Linked DNA regions of Zea mays: region 2 is linked to region 1. Evidence: chromatin contacts called from public Hi-C data. All regions are on one chromosome and are shown on one strand. The core of a region is the stretch at or near the end of the contact, and the rest is flanking DNA. Distances in the headings are between cores, read along the strand shown.

Evidence for each region. Hi-C and Micro-C count contacts between places; a contact is called where the count stands out from the background.
Region 2: a Hi-C map of leaf shows a contact between it and region 1, with 2.2 times the contacts expected there. The contact joins the promoter of LOC103645851 here to the promoter of LOC100280414 in region 1. A contact is called at or near these places in 2 of 25 Hi-C or Micro-C datasets (leaf and tassel).

What each region holds. Positions count from the first base shown.
Region 1 is chr2:5,720,962-5,724,794 of Zm-B73-REFERENCE-NAM-5.0, reverse strand. It overlaps LOC100280414, which reads left to right and starts at 2,219. Exons shown (of 10, transcript NM_001153337.1): 1 at 2,219-2,814; 2 at 3,155-3,180; 3 at 3,306-3,336; 4 at 3,482-3,569; 5 at 3,645-3,790. The coding sequence starts at 2,393.
Region 2 is chr2:6,032,007-6,035,839 of Zm-B73-REFERENCE-NAM-5.0, reverse strand. LOC103645851 (ubiquitin carboxyl-terminal hydrolase 22) reads right to left here and starts at 1,880. Exons shown (of 3, transcript NM_001353358.1): 1 at 867-1,880. The coding sequence starts at 1,669.

The sequences.
Region 1 (3,833 bases), core at 970-3,469:
GTTAGATTATTTTAACTTGAAATGGCCCATGTGAATTAGAGAGTGATATTAACATGTTTTATGTGTGATGGTTGCTATACTAAAGACATGTTTATTTCCTTGCTGGATTATATAATCCGGCTTATTTTGTACTAACACAGTTCTCGAATATTTGTCGTCCGCTAGTTCATTTTTTGAACTAAAATGTGACAAATAAAAAAGAACGGAGTGAGTACAATTCAATTTAGTTTGTATAATCCTATTAGAGATGTTTGTTTACACAAATTATTAGTGGATAAAAAACCAAGCAATAATCTAAAACAAGCACCTAAAGCCCTGCTTATGGATTATCATAGTCTAGATACCTAAATTATTTAGTATGTTCCAATAACATATGTTGTTTGTTTGCATCTTAACTTATTTAAGCTGGATTATATAATTTAGAGGGTAAACAAATCGGTCCTAAAAGATACTCCCTGGGTCTCATAGTAGTTGTGGTTATCACTTTTTGAGTAGTCAACCTTCTTTAACTTTGACTGAGACAACTATTCTAAGACAGAGATTATGAATTATTGGGTTGGATCCAACCCTCTTCTTTTCCTTTGAAAAAAAAATAATTGTGCGTGTGACTATTTGGTACAAGCTAAATAAAGATGCATTAGCGCTAGCATGAGAACGTGTATTTGGCTTGTACATATAGGGTGTGTTTGGTTGCCTGCATCTGCTCGTGCTTGCATCGCGGAATGCGGGTAGCTGCTGTTTGGTTGCTGTGAGCCAGGCTATGCGCATGCGAGCTCTGTGTTTGGTTGTCTGCATGTAGATTTGGATCCAGACTCGCACGATCTTTAAAGCACTTTGGGCCAGGCTCACCAGATACGAGCAGATTGGTCGCATCTCCAGAGCCAGGCTCCAGTGATCCTGGCTCACACAGCCAGGTTGGCGAGAGAAACCAACCAAACAGACCCATATAGTTGATGGCTTAGTGCATAGCTGGTGGTACACTGAATGGCCAGGCTTAATGCACTGCTATGGCTCGATGCTAATTGTAGTACTACTAGTGTTTGGTCAGTTTCCTATGCCAGGGCTTTTTGGTTGATGCAGCCGTGCCTTACCAACGAATGGGAGCATTAAGGAATGCACGATTACCAATTTAATGTGAAACTCTATGCCCCATGTATATATATGCTTTGAGTTGGCGACAGAGAGTTCCAGCAATTTTGGGAGTCATCTCAGCTGGAAATTGGCAGATTAACGCGTTGAGCAGACGCTCTGGGTGAGCATGGGGGAGAGAAAAGAAAAGGCAGCGCCGTTCTCGATCAACACGGCGGTCATACATGTATGTTTGTCTGGTCAAGAAGGAGAAGAAGAAGAAGATACGATTGCAGTAAAGAGAAGAAAAGAGAGGCGTGTGTCCATTTCGCACCGCTAAATCCATTCCCTGTTCAGTGGAGACATAATCTTTTGGGCGGCTCGTCGCTCGTGGGACAGAAGGCAATTACTGGCACGTCGTGGTTCTCTCCGGCATGGCACGAAACATATGCCCTTCAAAACCGAGGTTTGTGCTAGCACACTTGTTTCAATTTTCAAAGTGTGACCACCGGCACCAGGTCACCACATGTGACACGGCTGCAGGGAGACGACACGACGGTCAAGTAAAAGTAAAAAAAAAAAACCTGAGGCTGGCTGGCTACGCTGAGCAAACCCTGTGCCGCCCCCAAATGGAGAAGGCGCCGGCACCAGCACCAGCACCGGGCACCCAACGGGCGTTCGTGTCCGCCTATCGGATCTGGTCGCTTTGACGAAGGAACCAGCGAATGATCACTGCTACTAGCTAGCTAGGTTGTTGCGCGGCCGCGATAAGAGTAACATGACACTTGTTTTGCTTTTGTTTTTACTAGGCTTGCTGAGTGAGGTGCTGCTGATGGATCATGGATGTGGTGCGGTGCTGCCTTTTATAACCGCGCGCGCGCACCACACAACACAACAGACACCACCACGGCCCCGCGCGCGCGCGCCTCCCTCTCCCTCCTAGTCCTAGGCACACACAACACAACGCAATCCTCCACCGGCTCCGCTACCCGCGGGCGGGCGGGCGCTTTTCGCCTCCTCTGCTCCGAGCTCTCCTAGGTTGGAAGAGTCTTTGCCAAGGGGATAACAAAAGAGAAAAGTACTTGCATACCCCAACAAGGCAGCAGCGGCTGCTTTTGGCCTCCTTTTTCTCGCACCTCGCTCCTCTATTCTCTTCTCTTGTTCGTTCATCACCCGAGTTGGAGTGCGAGGCAAGAAGGAGATCGAGCCTGAGGAGGGAGGGAGCCAGGGAGGGAACTGGACGTCCGGACCACCACCACCACCACCACACACACACCAGCCTCGTACGAAGTAAGGAAGGAAGGAAGCCCAGCGCCTAGCAGCCATGTGGGACCTTAACGACTCGCCGGCCGCCGAGGCCGCCCCGCCTTCCCCGTCCGCCGACGACTCCGGCGCGTCCTCCTCGTCGGCGGCCGCGCTGGTCGAGATACCCGACGACGCGGACGACGACTCGGCCGCCGCCGCCGCGGAAGCCGTCGTCACGCGCCAGTTCTTCCCGGCCCCGGCCGCCGTCGGCGCGGCGCCCGGGCCCGGCTCGTCGAGCGCGCGCGCGGGCTGGCTTCGCCTGGCCGCCGCGGCTCCACCGCCCGCGGCGGGCGGCAGTAACGGCGTCGCGCAAACCGGTGGCCCCGCGGCGGCGGCGGCGGCGGCTGGCAAGAAGAGCCGGCGCGGGCCGCGGTCGCGCAGCTCGCAGTACCGCGGCGTCACGTTCTACCGCCGGACGGGGCGGTGGGAGTCGCACATATGGTAAGTTCCGTTGCCGCCCGCCGCCCTTTCCTTTCTCGAGGAGCTCGAGGAGAGAGACGGAGCAGGTAGCAGCAGCTCAGCTCGCGAGGGGAGGCCGGGAGGGGGGGGGGGGGGGGGGTGTTCTCTATTGGATTGGATTCCTCTTGTTTTGGGCATTTCTCGCCTCTGCTGCTTTTGCCTTTCATAGCAACATCTTATCAAAGTTTATTCTTACGAGCTGTTACCATGCCATGCTCCCTCTCTCTCTCTCTTGCTCTGTCTGTGTGTCCCCTCTCTCTCTCTCCTCCTCCTCTCTCTCTCTCACTCCCCCATGCCCTCTGCTTGTGCTTGTGCAATGCAGGGATTGCGGCAAGCAGGTCTATTTGGGTAAGTTTCGTTCATGTCCATGCATACACATCCGTACTTGGGAGAGAGGTGGGTGACTGCCCCAATCCGAGGCGTTTTCGGTTCTGGATCCCTCACAAATGGCTTGGCTTGTGGACGACTTGCAGGCGGGTTTGACACCGCTCATGCGGCGGCTCGGTAATTAAAGCCTCTTTCTCTCTCTCTGTCTTCGATTCCCATTGGCTCTCTACCCTGACTCCATGCCAAGTTCTCCGCCAATAGCAGCGGGTCTCGCCGCCGAATTGTAATAATCCGGCTGTCTGCTTTTCCCTACCAACCTCAGGGCGTACGATCGGGCGGCGATCAAGTTCCGCGGCGTGGAGGCCGACATCAATTTCAGTCTGGAGGATTACCAGGACGACATGAAGCAGGTGATTTATACTCCTATACGGAGCATGTAGCGAGAAAGATACATGTAATTTTTTCTTTCCTTCGTCTACCAGCAGATGGGCCACCTGAGCAAGGAGGAGTTCGTTCACGTGCTCCGGCGGCAGAGCACGGGGTTCCCCCGGGGCAGCTCCAAGTACAGAGGCGTGACGCTCCACAAGTGCGGGAGGTGGGAGGCGCGCATGGGCCAGTTCCTCGGCAAGAAGTATGCCGTCGTCCTCGTCCGTCCATCTCCCTTCTCGCCTTCC
Region 2 (3,833 bases), core at 631-3,130, 310 kb before region 1:
AGGAGGTAGAATAAATAGATGTCATATTGTTTTCTATGCTCAGTCTCATAGAAGACCAGAAAAAAATAACCTAAGCATAGAATGCATATGGTCCATATATCCTTAAACATGGGAACTGTAATAAAATTTATCCAACATAGACCAAGTCCCCCAGAATACATACAAATTCACTTGGCCAAGCGTTACCTGCACTGAATTTGCAGATTTTCGTGCATTTTATCACTTTAAATGTTTTTAGACAGTTTAGTGACTGCTAAGTATGCCACATGACTTAAGCAGTTAGGCCGAACAGGTTAACTTGGGAGCTTAAGGTTCTATGTTTGATATAGGATAGGATGCCATGTCAGCAAACAATTGTCATGTATTGAGATGTGTGGCTGTTGTCACTGTTCCCCCTTTTTCATACTAGCACTACAATAAAATATAACGCTAAAAATGCCATGCCATGTCATTAATCAATTGCCATGTATTGAGACGTGTCACTGTGCTCCCTTTTCTACTAGCATTGCAATAACATATAATGCTAAAAATGCCTCCCTCTTCAGTTGCACATTCTCTGTTCATTCCATTTTGTATTAAGTAGTTCCATTTGCAATTCTGCACGATCATGGTCTAGTTGAAATACAAGGCATGTAATCCAAATAGCACTGTAATGTATCTTTGCAAGCAAGAAATACAACCCAACATCTCAGGCAAGATTCTCTTTCCCACGTTACAACTCATCAAGAACCCATTTTGGCTACCATAAATATTAACTTTGCTTTCCCAATACGCTATGGATCCAGCAGAAAGGAGTAAGGCATGCTGCTATAGGCCCGAAATGGCATCAACCATTGCGATTAGCGCGCGAGATCCAGAGTCCAGACCTATATAGAAACTTGGCGGGGCTGTATGGCGTGCGGTCCCCGGAGAAGGCCGCGGAGTAGATCTCGTCGAGATCACACGCGAGGCACGCGACCCTGTCGGCGTCTGAGGCGCGGTGCCTGACGGGCGTGCGGCGCGGGCAGAGGAACCGGTTGTGGCGATCACCGAGGAAGTAGTTCCGGAGCGGGGGCGCGTGGAGGAGCGCCTGGAGCACGGAGTTCATGAAGCAGGTGTTGCCGAGGTTGTTGAGCCCCCGCAGCCCCGCCGGCGCGGAGGCTGAGGCGGAGGTGGTGGGGTCCGCGGAGGTCATGAGCGCGAACTCGGCCGGATCTGGCGCCCACGCGCGGTAATCGACGCGCCGGCGCTTGCGGAGGGCCGGGGAGGCGGAGGCGGAGGCGGAGGAGGTGGAGGTGGAGGGGAGAAGCGAGGAGGACTGGGCGAGGAAGACGGCGTGGTCGAAGTCGGGATCGTAGACCTGGTCCCCGCAGGCGGCGCAGAAGAGCTCGGCGCGGTCGACGTCGACGGCGATCTGGTGGCCGGGCCCCGCGGAGGCGGAGGCGTGCGTGGCGGCGTGGGAGGGGCAGAAGACGGCGGCGCAGGAGAGGCAGGCGTAGAGGCGGGAGGTGGGGGACGGGGACGCGGCGGAGCAGGGCGAGCAGCGCGGGAGCTCGCGCGGGTCCCGCCGGATCTCGGGGCGGCCGAGCGGGCGCACGCGCAGGCAGCGGCGGAGGAAGCGCAGCGGGCGTGAGGACAGGCGGTGCGCGGCGAGGTGCGGGCAGGGCGGTGGCACGGACGGGGTGGACATCGGGGAGGGGAGGGGACGGACCGGGGTGTGCTGTGGTGGGGACGGCGGCGGCGGGTGACGGGGTGGCCGGGTCGGGGTGGGGGTGCGGCCGGTGGAGTGTGGCAGCGTGGTGCGGGGGGAGGTGGTGGTCTGGTACTCTGGTCCGATGGCGGTGGCGGTGCGGTCGCGGGGATGGACGGATGAGTGACGCCGTGACGGTATTGGTTCACTCACTGCGCGTAGCACACTAGCACTGCGATATCGGGATCCGCTGGGTTGCTGGGGCACGGGCGCATGGCACCGAACTTCGCATGCCATTGCCTATTGGTAAAGATGGTCAAATGGGCCGCCCGGCCCGGCCCGGTCGGATGAAGTCTGGCCCGCGAGGAACGATTAGAAAACTGGGGCCGGGCCTTTTAAACCCGTGAGCTTGATTCTCTGTCCGAGCCCGACCCACAGTGGGCCTAAACGGTAGCACGAAAAAAGCGGGCCGAAAAGCACGTTTTAGTGCAAAAAAGCGGGTTTAACGTGCTTAGAGGTAAACGGGCCGTGTCGGGCTAGCCCACCGAGCCTAGTTTCCTGTCCGAGCCCGGCCCGCTTATTCGTGCCGGGCCAGCTCGGGCCCGCATAGAACCGGGCCGTGATGGGCTCGGACCGGGCCAAACAGCGAGCTTCGTGCCAGGCTCGTGGGCCTCGTGCTTATTGGCCATCTATACCCATTGGCCATTCCATCGGGTTCGATGACAGGAGCGAATCACAAAATGACTAGAGATTCTCAAAATTTTAGATGGCTCGATCTGAATTTGCAAGCCTAGAGATGACATATAAGGCTAGACTCTAGAGACATTTCCAATTTACAAGCGTTAAAAGACCACATCAAATGATACTCCTCCTAAAACTCCTCCTAAAATAGTATTTGTTTTATAGTGTTAATGAATGAAAGAGTGTTAATGAATTCATACAGTATTTGATGTATGTGTATTATATGTGTCTAGATTTATTGTTATTCATTTGAATATGGACAAAAAAAACCTAAAACAAACTATATAATAAGACAGAGTGAGTATTTCACAATATGCCAATGTGAAGTCAGTTTTGCAAATAAAAAAACGCTCTAAGGCACTGTTTGTTTACCTCTAAAATTATATATAATCTAGCTTATGAATTATATAAGTAGTTAATGATCTGCTTATGAATTATCATAATCTATATATCTAGATTATATAATCCACCTAATAATTTATGAACTTATTTTAGCTGGATTATATAATCTACAAAGGAAACAAACATGGTCTAATAATTTGTAAACTTATTTCAGCTGGATTATATAATCTACTATATAATCTACAAAGGAAACAAACATGGTCTAGGATGTGTCCCACGAATAAGTTGCAGATGGGCACAAAACTTGTGTTAAGACTTAAAACGAAATGTTTATACAACAACAAAGGTCATGTCGTGAGAAGAAGGATGATCAGCAGGTCTTCCGGATCTATCACCAAAATCAACAGTCCAGTTATATGAAAGGCTATTTGCTTGCAACAAGAAACTGCTTGCTCAAAGATAGAGGTCTAGGCCACTTTTGCCAAGCTTTACCTGGTGGGTTAGTGTAGGCCAATATTCCAAAGAAGGTCTGTTTTAGTCCATTGCATGCTAAACATTTTTTGGTTCCACAAAGAGGACAAAAAAAACATCAATCGGCACTCTTCTTCGAGCATATTGGTCTTATCGGCAGAGGCGGATCTACGTGTAATGGAATGAGAGCATAGGCCCTCACTCATTTTTGTGTTGTAAGTATAAAAGACTAGATTTTCAGCGTATATCCTCCTCTGTTCAACTCAATTATTATGCTTTGGCTTTGACATTTGGCGCTTGTTGTTGTAAGTATATCCTCACTCTCATTTCATTCTGAGCCCGGCCCTACTTATCGGAATAGCTGCTCCTTTCTGGCTTTGCTAGGCCTAGGCAATCCAGCAAACTTTTTATCGCAACTTATTCTGAGAAGATAGTCTAAATATTTCCATTTCTCTTTCTGCATGATCTGCAGGTTTGGAGCTCCGTGGTGATATGCGCTGATTGATAACACGCAAGGCTCGTAAGATAACTCATAACTCGTCGACCATGCGAAAGTGCTGCTGGACTTGTTGATGACAAATGAATTTTCCCCATCGCCAGTGACCTTACC